Linked DNA regions of Hordeum vulgare: regions 2 and 3 are each linked to region 1. A link is a contact called in public Hi-C and HiChIP or PLAC-seq data. All regions are on one chromosome and are shown on one strand. The core of a region is the stretch at or near the end of the contact, and the rest is flanking DNA. Distances in the headings are between cores, read along the strand shown.

What was found. A called contact is a pair of places that touch in the nucleus more often than the background predicts. HiChIP or PLAC-seq counts read pairs in DNA pulled down with a chosen protein or histone mark.
Region 2: a contact with region 1 is called in an H3K4me3 HiChIP or PLAC-seq map of embryo, with 5 times the contacts expected there. The contact joins the promoter of LOC123421667 here to the promoter of LOC123421365 in region 1. A contact is called at or near these places in 1 of 6 Hi-C or Micro-C datasets (seedling) and 1 of 1 datasets of contacts at active chromatin or transcription factors (embryo).
Region 3: a contact with region 1 is called in a Hi-C map of leaf, with 4 times the contacts expected there. The contact joins the promoter of LOC123406945 here to the promoter of LOC123421365 in region 1. A contact is called at or near these places in 3 of 6 Hi-C or Micro-C datasets (leaf and seedling) and 1 of 1 datasets of contacts at active chromatin or transcription factors (embryo).

The regions. Positions count from the first base shown.
Region 1 is chr1H:56,469,340-56,473,761 of MorexV3_pseudomolecules_assembly, reverse strand. It overlaps LOC123421365 (probable glutathione S-transferase GSTF1), which reads left to right and starts at 1,753. Exons shown (of 3, transcript XM_045107536.1): 1 at 1,753-1,997; 2 at 2,095-2,143; 3 at 2,337-3,097. The coding sequence starts at 1,848. The coding sequence ends at 2,797.
Region 2 is chr1H:56,664,472-56,668,893 of MorexV3_pseudomolecules_assembly, reverse strand. It overlaps LOC123421667 (nuclear envelope-associated protein 2-like), which reads left to right and starts at 2,102. Exons shown (of 6, transcript XM_045107582.1): 1 at 2,102-2,373; 2 at 3,349-3,775; 3 at 3,858-3,965; 4 at 4,394-4,422. The coding sequence starts at 3,581.
Region 3 is chr1H:56,641,916-56,646,337 of MorexV3_pseudomolecules_assembly, reverse strand. It overlaps LOC123406945 (protein WHAT'S THIS FACTOR 9, mitochondrial-like), which reads right to left and starts at 2,612. Exons shown (of 2, transcript XM_045099994.1): 1 at 1,135-2,612. The coding sequence starts at 2,399. The coding sequence ends at 1,227.

The DNA of each region.
Region 1 (4,422 bases), core at 504-3,003:
AGGGAGTCTGAGATTAAGGGGTCATCAGGTAGTTGGCTTATTGTGAAGAGGCCGGCCTTATGGGCCGTAATAATTGAAGGTCGGGTTGTGCGGTCATCTCGTACTCAAGTAGGAAAGCACCGAAGATCGGCATGGCGTCCAAGTAAAAGTAGACGAGGTCGATTGTATGTAACCCTACATCCCCTGGTGACTATATAAATCGGGGGTCCTCGTCCATGTAGAAAGGTTGACTCGTCTAGGGTTTAGTATATATGATCTCGAGGTAAACTCTGTAATCATCATCCACATCAATATAATCAAACATGACGTAGGGTTTTACCTCCTCAAGAGGGCCCGAACCTGGGTAAATACTGTCCCCCCTCTTTCGTGAACACATCGATCTAAGGTCCACAGTTCGAGACCCCCTACCCGAGATCTGTCGGTTTTGACACCGACAACTGAATCATCACAGTCCTTCCGGGAGCCTTCCAATCTCCGTTTTTCCATCACCGGTCCGTCGGGATTTGAGTGCCACCGGGACCCATGTGCCTGCCGTGGGAAGGAGATAATGAGGGCACTCGAGGCCCATCTTGCTGCCGACATGGCGGAGGCGAAGGCGTGTGGTGCGGAGGAGGATGCCATCTGCACCCGCATTATAAAACAACGACAACGGAGGAATACCTGTGCCATCGCCCGAGAGCAGAATCGGGCGGTCCGTGCCATGGTCGGACTGACCCGAAGGAGGAGAACAAGGGCATCGACGGGTTGAACAGCTCCGACGATGAGCAAATTCGGCTCGATCCCTACTGCGTTTTGACCTGTAGTTCCGCGAGAAGGATGACAAGTCCGCCGGAAAGGACAAGGGCACCCGATGTTCTACATAGCAAGCTAACTAGTTTTGACCTGTAGTTCCGCAAGAAGGATGACAAGTACGCCGGAAAGGATAAGGGCACCCGTGACTGATGTTCTACATAGCAAGCTAGCTAGTTTTTACCTGTAGTTCCGTGAGAAGGATGACAAGTACGCCAGAAAGGACAAGGGCACCCGTGACTGATGTTCTACATAGCAAGCTAGCTTGTAGGTTAAACATGTCGTTTTTAATACTTCGATGACATATCTTGATATAGTAGCAGAACAATATGTGTAACACAACATTTACATACTTACTCCCTCCGCATCTAAATATAAGTCTTTTCAAAGATTTTACTAGTGAACTACATACAAATTTATAAAGGCATACTTTAAAGTTAGGTTCAATCATTTTGTTTTGTATGTAGACCTCTAGTAAAAATGTTTAAAAGACTTATATTTCGAAACGGATGGAGTGTATAAGTTTATATGAATTTATGGTATGTTAATTGAGGTGTTAAGTTGTGAGAAGAAAATGAGGCATGATCGGACAGACGGAGTGCCCGACGCATCGGCGGGCGTTTGATGGAGCTAAGTCCGGGTCTGACAGACCAGGCTACCAATATGAAGGCACGGACAAAGAACAACTTAATCGCGGGTAAACCCGTAGGAGGATGAAATGAATGAGGTTGATCTGGAAGAAGCGACTGCCCGGCAGCTCCGCCCGATGTTCCAGAAAGTTCACGGAAAGCAATGGCACCTACCTCACTCGTGAGTCGTGACGTGAGCCGTGATGCACTAATTGACTGCACCCGTCACCCCACACCGCACGGTCTCCTCTCCATCCTTCTCGAGCGCGCACGTCCAAACCTCCCACCAACCACCTACCCGCAAACGGTAAGACGCCCTATAAAAATGGGTAAGGAGTTGGCGTCATGCCGCACACCGCTCAACACACAGATAACTGACCAGCACACCCCGATCTCTCGCTCTCTCGCGTGTAGCAACCAAGGGAAAAAATGGCGCCGGTGAAGGTGTTCGGGCCGGCCATGTCGACGAACGTGGCCCGGGTGCTGGTGTGCCTGGAGGAGGTCGGCGCCGAGTACGAGGTCGTCGACATCGATTTCAAGGCCATGGAGCACAAGAGCCCCGAGCATCTCGTCAGAAACGTAACTAAGCTCCCCGACCACTCACTCAAATCCTCTGGTTTCTCGTACCATCTTGTTTTCGATCTGATGCGAGATGTTCCGATTTCATTTCTTGCAGCCGTTCGGCCAGATCCCTGCCTTCCAGGATGGAGATCTGCTTCTCTTCGGTACGAATAATTTACCCTTTACAGTTAAATTTGTCCGTATCAAATACTCCTACTTGCTCGACGTCTGTTTCTCGGCACAGAATGGGACCAACCAGTAAAGCGAATGCTTCCATTTTGTTTCCGGTGCTGCTCTGTGTCGATCCAAATATCCTCTCAAATCCTCAAAAACATTGTGTTCTTGCTCCGTCTTCAGAGTCACGCGCAATTGCGAAGTACGTGCTGCGCAAGTACAAGACGGACGAGGTCGACCTTCTAAGAGAAGGCAACCTGAAGGAAGCAGCCATGGTGGACGTATGGACGGAGGTGGACGCGCACACCTACAACCCGGCGCTGTCGCCGATCGTGTACGAGTGCCTCATCAACCCGCTCATGCGCGGCCTGCCGACCAACCAGACGGTGGTGGACGAGAGCCTGGAGAAGCTCAAGAAGGTGCTGGAGGTCTACGAGGCGCGCCTCTCCCAGCACAAGTACCTCGCCGGGGACTTCGTCAGCTTCGCGGACCTCAACCACTTCCCCTACACCTTCTACTTCATGGCCACGCCGCACGCCGCGCTCTTCGACTCGTACCCGCACGTCAAGGCATGGTGGGAGAGCCTCATGGCCAGGCCGGCCATCAAGAAGCTCGCCGCTCAGATGGTTCCCAAGAAGCCGTGATCTGCTTAGGAGGGGTTTCGCGTCCGAGGATAAGATCTGATCTGTATGGCGTTTTCTTGTTGGTGTCGCGAATAAGGCAATGAATAAGCTTGCGCGGCTGGGATTGCACCAGCGTGCAGTTTTTGTGCTTGCCAATGTGTGGTCGTGGAAAGCTCTTGAGATGGGACAATATCTTATAGCGCTTTCAGTTTTGTTGTTCGTCAAGTCTTAGATAAGGTGTTTGTATGTCTTTCTAGTCGAAGATGTAACCATGGTTTCTAGTTCCCGTATTGAAATACTTTGCACCCGTTCGGATTTTAAGCATGACATCGAACTTTTTTATCGCAACTTTAGTTAACACGAGTTGCAATTATTAAAACATGTGAACCTCATCTCAAATGTTTTTAATGAAAATTTTACTTAACGTGGGCGGAAATTTTAGTTGTTAAAACATGAGGAAAAGCTAACCATCAACCGACGGATTATAATGGCCGCGGATTATAATGGTCGCATCAGCCACCTTCCTCGTACGACACGCGTCCAAGTGACTATGCGGTTCTGCAACAAAGACTATGTTTCTAAAACATATATGATGTTGCAGTGGTCTACTATAGATTTATGTTCTGACCATCCGGTCGCCCCAGCCGCCCATGAACGTTGCAAAAAAGTTTCCGCAACTTGACCTTTGTTATAAAAATTCCTGAAACATGACCTTCGTTGCAAAAAAATTCTCCCGCAAAAGTACCTATGTTACAGAAAGACGAAGAAAAAAAATTCTGCAACAAGCAAATTGTTTCTGAAACTCGACCGTTGTTTCAGGAATTAACGGGTCCAAAGTTTATTTCTTGCAACAAAGCGAAAGTTTCTACAACTCAGCCATCGTTTCAGGAATTATGGGGTGCCTGACCGGAGCAGATTCGACGGCTACGTGTAGATCAGACGGCCTTCCAAATGGTGGATGTGTGGATGCTTAGTAAATATCCACCGGTAGATGCGTAGCAGGCCCCTAAAACATGCGAACCTCGGATTTGTCAACCTTATGTAAACAAAAGTTGTCATAAAAAATGTTCGGGTTGGTATGCTTAAAATCTTAATATTTATTTTTGAATATCATTGTCATCATAGATTATTTTAAAAAAAGGAACTAATTTTTATTTCGGCCAAGGCAAAGAACTAAGTGTATTTTTTCTCCCACTTGATATAAAAAATCTATTACTATTTCTTTTCTTCTCTTTTCTATTTAGTTTTTTCCTTTTTGTGTGTGTTACAAAAATATTCATAGTATATTATGAAAATGTTCGCAGTATATTACAAATTTTTCATGATGCGCTAAATAACGTTCATGGTATACTAGAAACAAGCTAATGAAATTAAAATGTTCATGAATATGAAATAGTTTGCATATTTTAAAAAGTTCACAAAAACTGAGAAGAAGTTCGTATGTTTTTTAAACATGGAATTTTATGAACTTCATTGATTTTGACAAAAAAACATGGAATTTAAAAACACTTATTTGAGTGAAGAAATTTTATAAAATTGGAAAAGATCAAGTATTTTTTTAAATAAAACTGAAAAAAGGAAAAATAAAAAATAAAATAAAAAATAATAGTGGGAGATTGTGAAAATAATGGCATGGCCCTTGTATA
Region 2 (4,422 bases), core at 853-3,352, 190 kb before region 1:
ACGAGGCTCGGGGGTGTCCAACAGATAAGAGGAAACAAACAACTGGTCCACTATTTGGAAGCTAGAAGTTCCTTCAAAACTGAAACTATTTACTTGGAGGCTAGCAAGGCAATCTCTGCCGACAAGGGACTTGTTGAATCATCAAAATATGGCTGACTCACCGGCGTGTGCGATATGTGGAGCGGAGGACGGTTGGAGGCATAGCCTGCTCACATGCAATATGGCACGATGTGTTTGGGCTCTATCCGATGATCGCTTGGTTGAGACAATGTGCATGAACCAAGAACCGAAGGCCGGGAACTGGTTGTTCGCTTTGAGTGGGACTCTTACGCCGACGAATTTTACAAAAATGTTAGTAATTATATGGGCAATTTGGTGGTCTAGGCAAAAGGCTATTCACGAAGATCTATTTCAAAGCTCGTCAGTGGCGCAGGGGTTTGTCACGTCTTTTATCGAAGAGATTCAGATCCTCGGGAAGGTCCAAACCACAACTGTTCCTTCGGTGCCTCCGGCCAGATCCAATCAATGGAAGGCTCCGCCTCAAAATTATGTGAAGTGCAACGTTGATGCAGCTGTCTCAGCTTCGACTCCGTGGGAGTGGTGTGCCACGATTTTGAAGGTATGTACTTGGGGCTTCACGTATCCTCTTCCCATTCACCAGTGATCCTACAACCTTGGAAGCGTTGGCGGCCAGAGAAGTTTTGGCTCTTGCTTCAAATCTTTATGTCCATCGGGTGGAGGTGGTGTCCGATTGCGGCATCGTAGTCAATGCCATTAAGAATGACAGTGCAACAAGCTATGGAGCAGTTATACAGGAAACTGTGGAGTGGTCTTCTTCTTTTACTTCTGTGAACTTTAGATATGAGTTTAGATCGTCTAATATGGGGGCTCATAATCTCGCAAAGCACGTACTTAAGCTAGGGGTTGGCCGACATGTGTTGTTAGGCCAACCTGGTAACCTTGGTTTCGTCCCTGTAAACATTATGAAAACATCTTAATAAAGCATTATGGGCTAAAAAACACGATCTAGCTCGTACGCACGTGCAATCATGTGCACGAGCACAAGGAAGAGGAGACGCAACTCTCGCGCGGCGGCCACCGAGATCGATCTCCAGACTCTAGCACTCGCGCTGCCGTCCGCCATGGTGTCGCCTCCGCCCCCAACTGCCCCCTGCTATCGGGTTCCCGGCCCCCGCTCTCGCGCGCCACCCCTGTTAGCTGCTTCACTGCCGGCTGCTGAACCTTGCATTCTCATTGATGATTTCCTTGTTCCCCCCTTTCATCCACTTGCACTATGTTATACTTGCATGATTTAATAAACTGCTTCGGACTGAATTTTAATTGAAGCAATGTGCATATATGTATCTACTGATATATCTAGGGTATTGTTGACTCAAATTGATGTAACCTCTTTGTCTCATGTAGGTATGTCAACACTCATGGGTATACAATTAAGAGATTTATTGAGAGTAGGCATGTTGGTGATACAATAACAACTTCTCTAAAAACTGCTATGGATGGTACATTTTTTGAACTTGGCTTATCTATCTATGTCTAAATTAAGAAGCAAACAATTGATTTGGTACCTTTTTTTTATCACGTACTACTCTTTGTAGTTTTTGTCATATTTTTATCTATTTTGTTGTATCGTCAAACAATAAGTTTACATTCTCAATTATTCGTTCAAGTGAACCATATTTTGCATGGGGTATCTTTGAGGTAGCTAAAAGCCCTATGGACCTCGCGTAAATCCATGTATATTGGTTTTCGGTTTACGTAAAAAACATGTCGAACCGCTTGACGGATCGATACAGTGCCATATTGCATGACTCGGTTCGGATGTTTGCGAACGGTTAAAGGACCCACGTTGCTTTTGTGCTTTTGTGTTAGCTCATGGACCTCATTTTTCTTTCTAACACGGCGGCACAAAACAAAAAAACAGGAGAACACGGCACCACCACCCTGCGCTACGCGTACACGGAACAGGTGATCCGGCCGGCGCACGGCCAGGCCACGTGCCGCACAGCGCCCAGAAAATTTCGGAGTTTTGCCGCGCGCTAGACGCCGCCGGGGCCCGCACGCCAGCATTTCAGTTTCGAAACCCCAGCTCCCCAACCATCTCCGCACACTTCCCGTTCTCTCTCCCCTCATCAATCTCGCCCCCTCCGCCACCAGACACTGCGAAAAATCAGGGCAAGGCCGCCCCAGAATCTCGTAAACCCTACTCACCAAATACTTGCTGCGCAATGGGGCCGTAGATCTCCGCCGGAGGGAGCGGAAGGAAGGCTCTTCTCGGTCCGGCCTGTGGTTCTTGGAGCTTCCCCTGCCGGGATTCGGCTGCTGCTGCTGCTGCTGCTGCTGCTGGGGACGAAGGTGCGAGATTTCCTTGGCCTCGCTGTGTTCATGCTGTTGGTCTCTGTGTTTGTTTGTACGGGTCTTGTTGTTAGGGGGTTGGAAGATTGCGAGCTCGGTAGATTTGAGCGGTGAGTATGCGGTTCTCGGTGTTCTTGAGTTTGCCCTGCAAATCTGTGGAATCTGTCGCCGTTTTTTCTTTGTCTGGGTTGCTGCCCCGGTTTGAATTATTTCGAAATCTCGAATTGTTTTTAATTTCTGCCCCCGTACCATTAATTAAGTACTCCCCGTACCAGTACTAGAAAAATAAATAAGTGATTTTTTCGAGGAACTACTACTCTGTGGGTAGTATATATTTAATTAAGCACTTAAAGTTTTCTGTCGGATTCTCTGGAAAATTTGAACGCGTTTGAAAGTTTGCAGATGCACAGCTTCTTTTTGTCCTCGTCTTGCTGGAATCTCGATGGAAGATGCTTTTGTTTTGTCCCAAACACTACTCTTCACTCTTCAGTAGATTAATATCTTTATAAAAAGCCTGATATCTTCGTACGTATAAAAGATTATTTTTCACATGCCGTAGAACAGGACAATGTTGCAGTCAGTTTATTCTGTAAAAAATAGCATGTACCGCGGAACGCGTGGGTTGACTTGAAGCACCAAGAACATGCTATGTTTGAAGTTGACTAATTAGTTGCTTCAGGAGTTGATCCCTGCATTGGCCGCCATGAACAAGTTACTTGTAGCATGAACAACAACATTATCTTACTTTGCTTCATTTGCTATCCATCCGTTACTAGTAGTACAAAATCATGTCGACTGCTGAAAGCAACACTCCTGTCAATTACTTGCCGACTGTCTAGTGCCACAAGAAGAGCTCGTACCCGTGACCCGAAGAAAACTGATGCTTTCAGGCCGGTAACTTAAGGGCAACATGGCGCGTGTAGCAAGCATCACCATCTTTCTCTGCCCCTAAATTTGTGCAATTGTTTTGTGCAGTGAAAGCTACCGGTTGACTGCTACTGGCCTGTGAAAGAGAGAACTTTGTGAGGCGGCTACGGTGTTTGATTTGTCAAAGAGGAGCTCTCGGTGCCCTTATTTTTGTCTCGTATACATGGGATGCTTGCTGTGAGCCGTGCTGTTTGTTCTTGGAGAAAATAGGACAGTGCTCCCAGGATCTGAGTTTTGGCCTTTGGGCTTAAATCTTCTCTGTTTGGTTCGGGGCTTGGCTATGGCAGTTTCTGAGAAGGCGGTACGACCATGCTCATCGTCTTCGTCGGGTTTGGACCCGCTGTTGAAGGATCTTACAGAGAAGAAGCTGAGCTTTAGAAGAAACGTGGCATCTCTGGCGTCTGAGCTGAAGGATGTGAGGCACAAGCTTGCGTCCCAGGAGCAGCTGTTTACTAGGGAATCCCAAACTAGGAAGGTTAGTAAATTCCTACTGCTTTGTAATTGCTACCTTCGTCACTGCTTACATGTTTGTTCTGACTAGAGAGAGAACGTTGCAGGTTGCAGAGACGAAGGCAAGGAGCATGGAGGAAGAAGTGAGTAAGCTGCAGCAATGCTTACTGGACAAAGATGAGCAGCTAAATGCAACGAGAGGCATCACCGAACATGTGAGGAGCTCCCTCAATTTCCATTTATGGTTGCATTTGAATCCCAAATTTCTATTCCACGAAGAATTGCTAAAGTTTTTATCTGGGATTAACTCCAAAACTATACTACACTATATTCCAAATATGTTTGCTAGCCTTGGTTGATACAGTGCAACATAGTGTGCGCCAATGTATTTGCTTGTAAAATTGCCTTCATTTGTTTCTGCATCTGTTTCTTTTATCGAACTGATTGTGCTTGTCTTTTGCTGAACTGATTGTGATCTGAGCACTTTGAAAAGAGTAGTATGATTTCACATGTTCATACTTCTAATCTAAAATCTTCTGATGCGTGATGTACCATATTATGATACTGGTGTCCCAACCCTAATGATTCCATTTCGCTTCAAATTGAAATTCTCTTTGTCAATAACTTCTGCAATTATGTGCAGTACCTCGATGATTTGGATGATCTTAAATC
Region 3 (4,422 bases), core at 1,363-3,862, 170 kb before region 1:
GTTAACTGCAAATGATTACAGGAGATAATTGTTCAGATCATATTTGCTTTTTTAACACGAATGCTCAATACATATTTGTTACTGCTGAACAACACCTTGTTATAGGCAAATACAACAACAACAACAACAAAGCCTTTCGTCACAAACAAATTGGGATAGGCTAGAGGTGAAACCCATAAGATCTTGCGACCAACTCATGGTTCTGGCCACTATAACAAGCTTCCACGCACCCCTTTCCACCGCTAGTTCTTTGGTGATACTCCAGTCCTTCAAATCTCTCTTAACTTGTTATAGGCAAGTATAATTGGCAATTCTCCAGCCCACCATATGATTTTCTAAAGGAAAAAGACCATTGAAGTTGGCTCTTGTCTGGTTTCTGAAGGACCCAACATGTAAAGTTCTAACTTGTATGTGGCTGCAAGGAAAATCAAAGCTGCTCTTCCAAACATAACCAAGCCCTATATAACTATGCTTGAAGACATTGGCTTTTTAGGACTGCATAATAGGGAAGAAAAGGTCATCCTTAGAAAAACATAGACAAACATCCAAGGTAGCTACGGTTTGGCCCCATACTCAGACGGCATCCCAGTCTGCTAAGCAACAATGTCCTTAAAATGACAAATATTATTTCTGAACAGGAAAAGGCGCTTGCTGTTAGCTGCTCCCTCCGTTTCGAAATAACTGAAGTTCTAGGATTGTCCCGAGTCAAACTTTTTAAAGTTGGACAAAGTATATAGAAAAATCTGCTAAGATCTACAATGTTAAATATACATTACATGAAAATACATATCATAATGAATCTAATGAAACAAATTTGGTATTGTAGATGTTGATATATTTTAATATAGACTCGGTCAACTTAATGAAATTTGGCTTAGCACAAACCTATAACTTAGATTATTTTGGAACAGAGGGAGTCTATTCCGTTTTTCAATCTCCAATGCATTCGTGGCTGCAGGAAAAAGAAAGGCAAAATATGAGGAATGATATAAACAAAATGTTCTGTGGGGTGACAAAATGACATAAGAGAGCTCTGAAAAGATCTTGAAAAAGAAAGCTTCTTAATAATGTAAGCGTTATAATTTCCTGAATTCTGGAATGCGCGTTTGAGACGATGCATCAATATGCACATACCTCTGAACCATCGGAGAGAATCCATTCTCCCAAGTCACTAGCTTTGCTTCATTCAGGTGCACTAAGAATCAATTGAGCCTACAAGACATTCTTTAAGAGAGTTCAGTTTCTTCCTCTCCCTCACTTTCCTCATCTAGTTCACCACAATAGTTGAAGCTTTCTCTGCTCCTCCTTGGTGGCAATGCAGCCCTCATCATGGTGGCATACTCTTTCCTGATAGCAACAAGTGGATGTGCATGCTTCTCAAGCAGCTGGCTCGTGCCACCGTAAGCTTCCCTGAGTACAACTGTCTGTGTACCATGTATCCTTGAGAGGTAAAAAATGCCCGGGTGACGCTCAAATACCTTGGTAAACTTCTGTGGCATGCCAAGAAGCTTCCTCATGTTGCTCACGTTGTGGCGCTCCGTCCTCTTTTCCAATGTGAGGTGCAGCAGCTCATGGAAAACTCCGACATTCCGCTTCTCTGACACATCAGTGCGGCGGTCAAGGCCCGAGGCGTCGGCATATGGATTAGTGTACGGCAGCGCCTGCCACTCCCTCAGCCAGTTCATAGACTTGCTCCTCAGGCCAAACCCCCTGGTGAAGCTCACCGGAAACGGGAGGCAAGTGGTGTCGCCGCCGGCCGCATCCTTCTCGAGTTCGGAGACAGCGAGACGGTCGTCCCAGGAGAGGAGGTGGAGCCAGACGCGCTCGTCACCCTCGGGCTGCTTAAGGGCGAAGTGGTCAGGGTGGCGACCGAGAATGGAGGCACGGTAGTCGCGGGGCAGGCCCAAGTCCCAGCGGAGAAGGTCGACGGTGTGGAGCGGGAGCGAGCGCGGCAGGGTGAGCATGAGGAGGCGGCGGAGGCGAGCGAGCAGGTCGGGCTCCGAGGCGTCCAGGCAGTCCAGTTCCCGGCGCCGGAGGCCGAGCGCTGCGTCCGTGAGGGACACGCCGCCTCCGCCGCGGCGGGAGAGCGCGAACAGGGTGTGGTATCTGCGGAGGAAGGCGAGCGCGGCGCCCGCGGAGCCGAACATCCTGTGGACGGACTTGTCGGTGAGGAGCTCGGGGCACGGGATACGGTGGCCGGGCCGCGAGGACACGAGGTCGAGCAGGTGGTGGGCAGCGCGGAGGTGGCGCTGGCGCGACAACGCCCCGTCGAGCGCCGGATCCTTGACCAGCTTGAGCTTCACGTTGACCAGCGTCGCGCGCTGCTCCGCCGCAAACAATGGCGCTTCCCACCATCTTCTCCTCCTTCCCGGCACCGCCAGCAGCAAGCGCCCCGCCATGTAACGGAACTTGCCGCTGCCCAAGGCGCTCGTTTTCACGGACCGTGACGCTCGCCCGCCGTCACCGGACCGTGATGCCGAGAAGAAAGGAGACAATGAGGAGTATGAGGAAACCTAGCAGCGTAAAGGCGGCGGCGGCGGCGGCCGACGCGGTCGTGTCACAGGAGCGCGGCTCTGTTTCCCCTCTCTGACTCTCACACCACGGCTGCCCACTCCTCTCCTTTTCTCATGCAGAATATAGACGCTTGGCCATGAGTAAATTGTAAAAACCACCACAATTACGTCCCTTAGGCCGACTCCACTGCGCCATTTCATCTTGTCCGCACGCGTCGGTTTAGGATAAAACGGACGAACCAGACGGTCCAGCGCGCGGGAGCAAACGAACTTTTGTCCGTTTTGTGTCCGCTTTTGACCCATCCCTGACGTAAGTTTGTGCTGTCTTTGGGGTAAAACAGAAAACGCGCGGACAGACCGGGCGTGCGTGCTTGTCCTCCCCTGCCCGCCCATCGGTGGCACGGGCTTCCTTTTTCTATTCCCACCCCATCCACGAAGCTGGCCTAACACGCGGTGGTGTATTTTATTAATATAAGGCGAACAGGATACCGGGCCTCCTTTTTCTGTTCCCACCCCCACCCACGAAGCTGGCCTGACACGCAGTGGTGTATTTTATTAATATAAGGCCGACAGGATGCGGCCGCGCGCTGAGCGCACGACCAACGCATCCCAGGACAGGCCCGGACACAACCACATCGCTCTACCTAAACGGACAGAATCCGGGTAAAATGGACGTCCGTTTGGGGTCGCACGGTGGAGTTGGCCTTAGTATCAATAAAAACACCGATTTTCAATAATGCGTTGTTGAAAGCACTAATCGATCAATTGAGAACCGTTTGATATGAAATCTAAAAGTCAGGGCTCACTTTCATGATTGACATGTCACCAAAACTTAACGTCGTCGATTGAATCGTTAAGATAACAAAAGGGCCACGCATGCTTGTTCATTTTATCAAGCACATTGTGCACACTACCGGTCATTGCTCGCATCACCCTCACCGCACGGCTCTGCACTGTTGTCCGACGACGGACTCCGTGAGCCAAGCATCGCCAGCCTTGCCTCTAGCGCCACTCTCCTCCTTCCTCCCCCCTGAGCTCCACCTGCTTCGCGCCCGACGCATGGCATGGACACGACACCTCCATGGCCTCTGGCCACAACCTCCCTACCAATCGTCGAAGCGGGGTGCAGGAGCCGGCGGAGCTGCCGGTGGTGGTTTAGAGATGTTGAGAAGAAGTGTCCCGATAGGAGGCTCCCTCGACCGAGGAGACGCGGGAGTTAACGTGTGGTGGCGCACCATGGACGGCCGAGTGCTTTTCTTTTCGTGTACTGGGATCATTTTTATATACAAGGCCACAAAATGAAATTACAGATACCAAGATCAAATTTAATACTCCCTCCGTCCCAAAATAACCGTCTTAACTTTGTACTAGCTCTAGTACAAAATTGCACTAAGCTTAAGACACTTATTTTGGGACGAAGAGAGTACATGTTTTATAACCTAGCTTTTCTTTTCATGTACTGAGATCATTAATACACTGCATGCATGGAAGAACATTGAATGGAGGAAGTAGTTGAATGTCATTATGATTGTATGCATACAAGTACTCACTCGTCAGCACGGTTAAATTTACGTGTATTTTCACGATAGACAAGATTTCAGGCGCATTACATTACTCCTAGCAGCTAACTAGTACCCCGTTGTACTACTTCTATATGCATGTGTAGTGTGAATGCTATGTTTTCAGCCCATCTCACAGCCAATCAGTAACCATCTAGGTTCGAGAAAATTTCCAAGCACGCTTTCTAAACCATGATAAAAGGGAGTATTAAACAAATTGTTAGTTCGAGGAAACATCATTAATTTTTACCTCGATTACCGTTGGTGGTTTTGTATAGATGCAAAATGTATAGTATTTTATACTGACCTTGTATAAGTAAATGGAAGAAGTATCATTAATCTTACGTAAA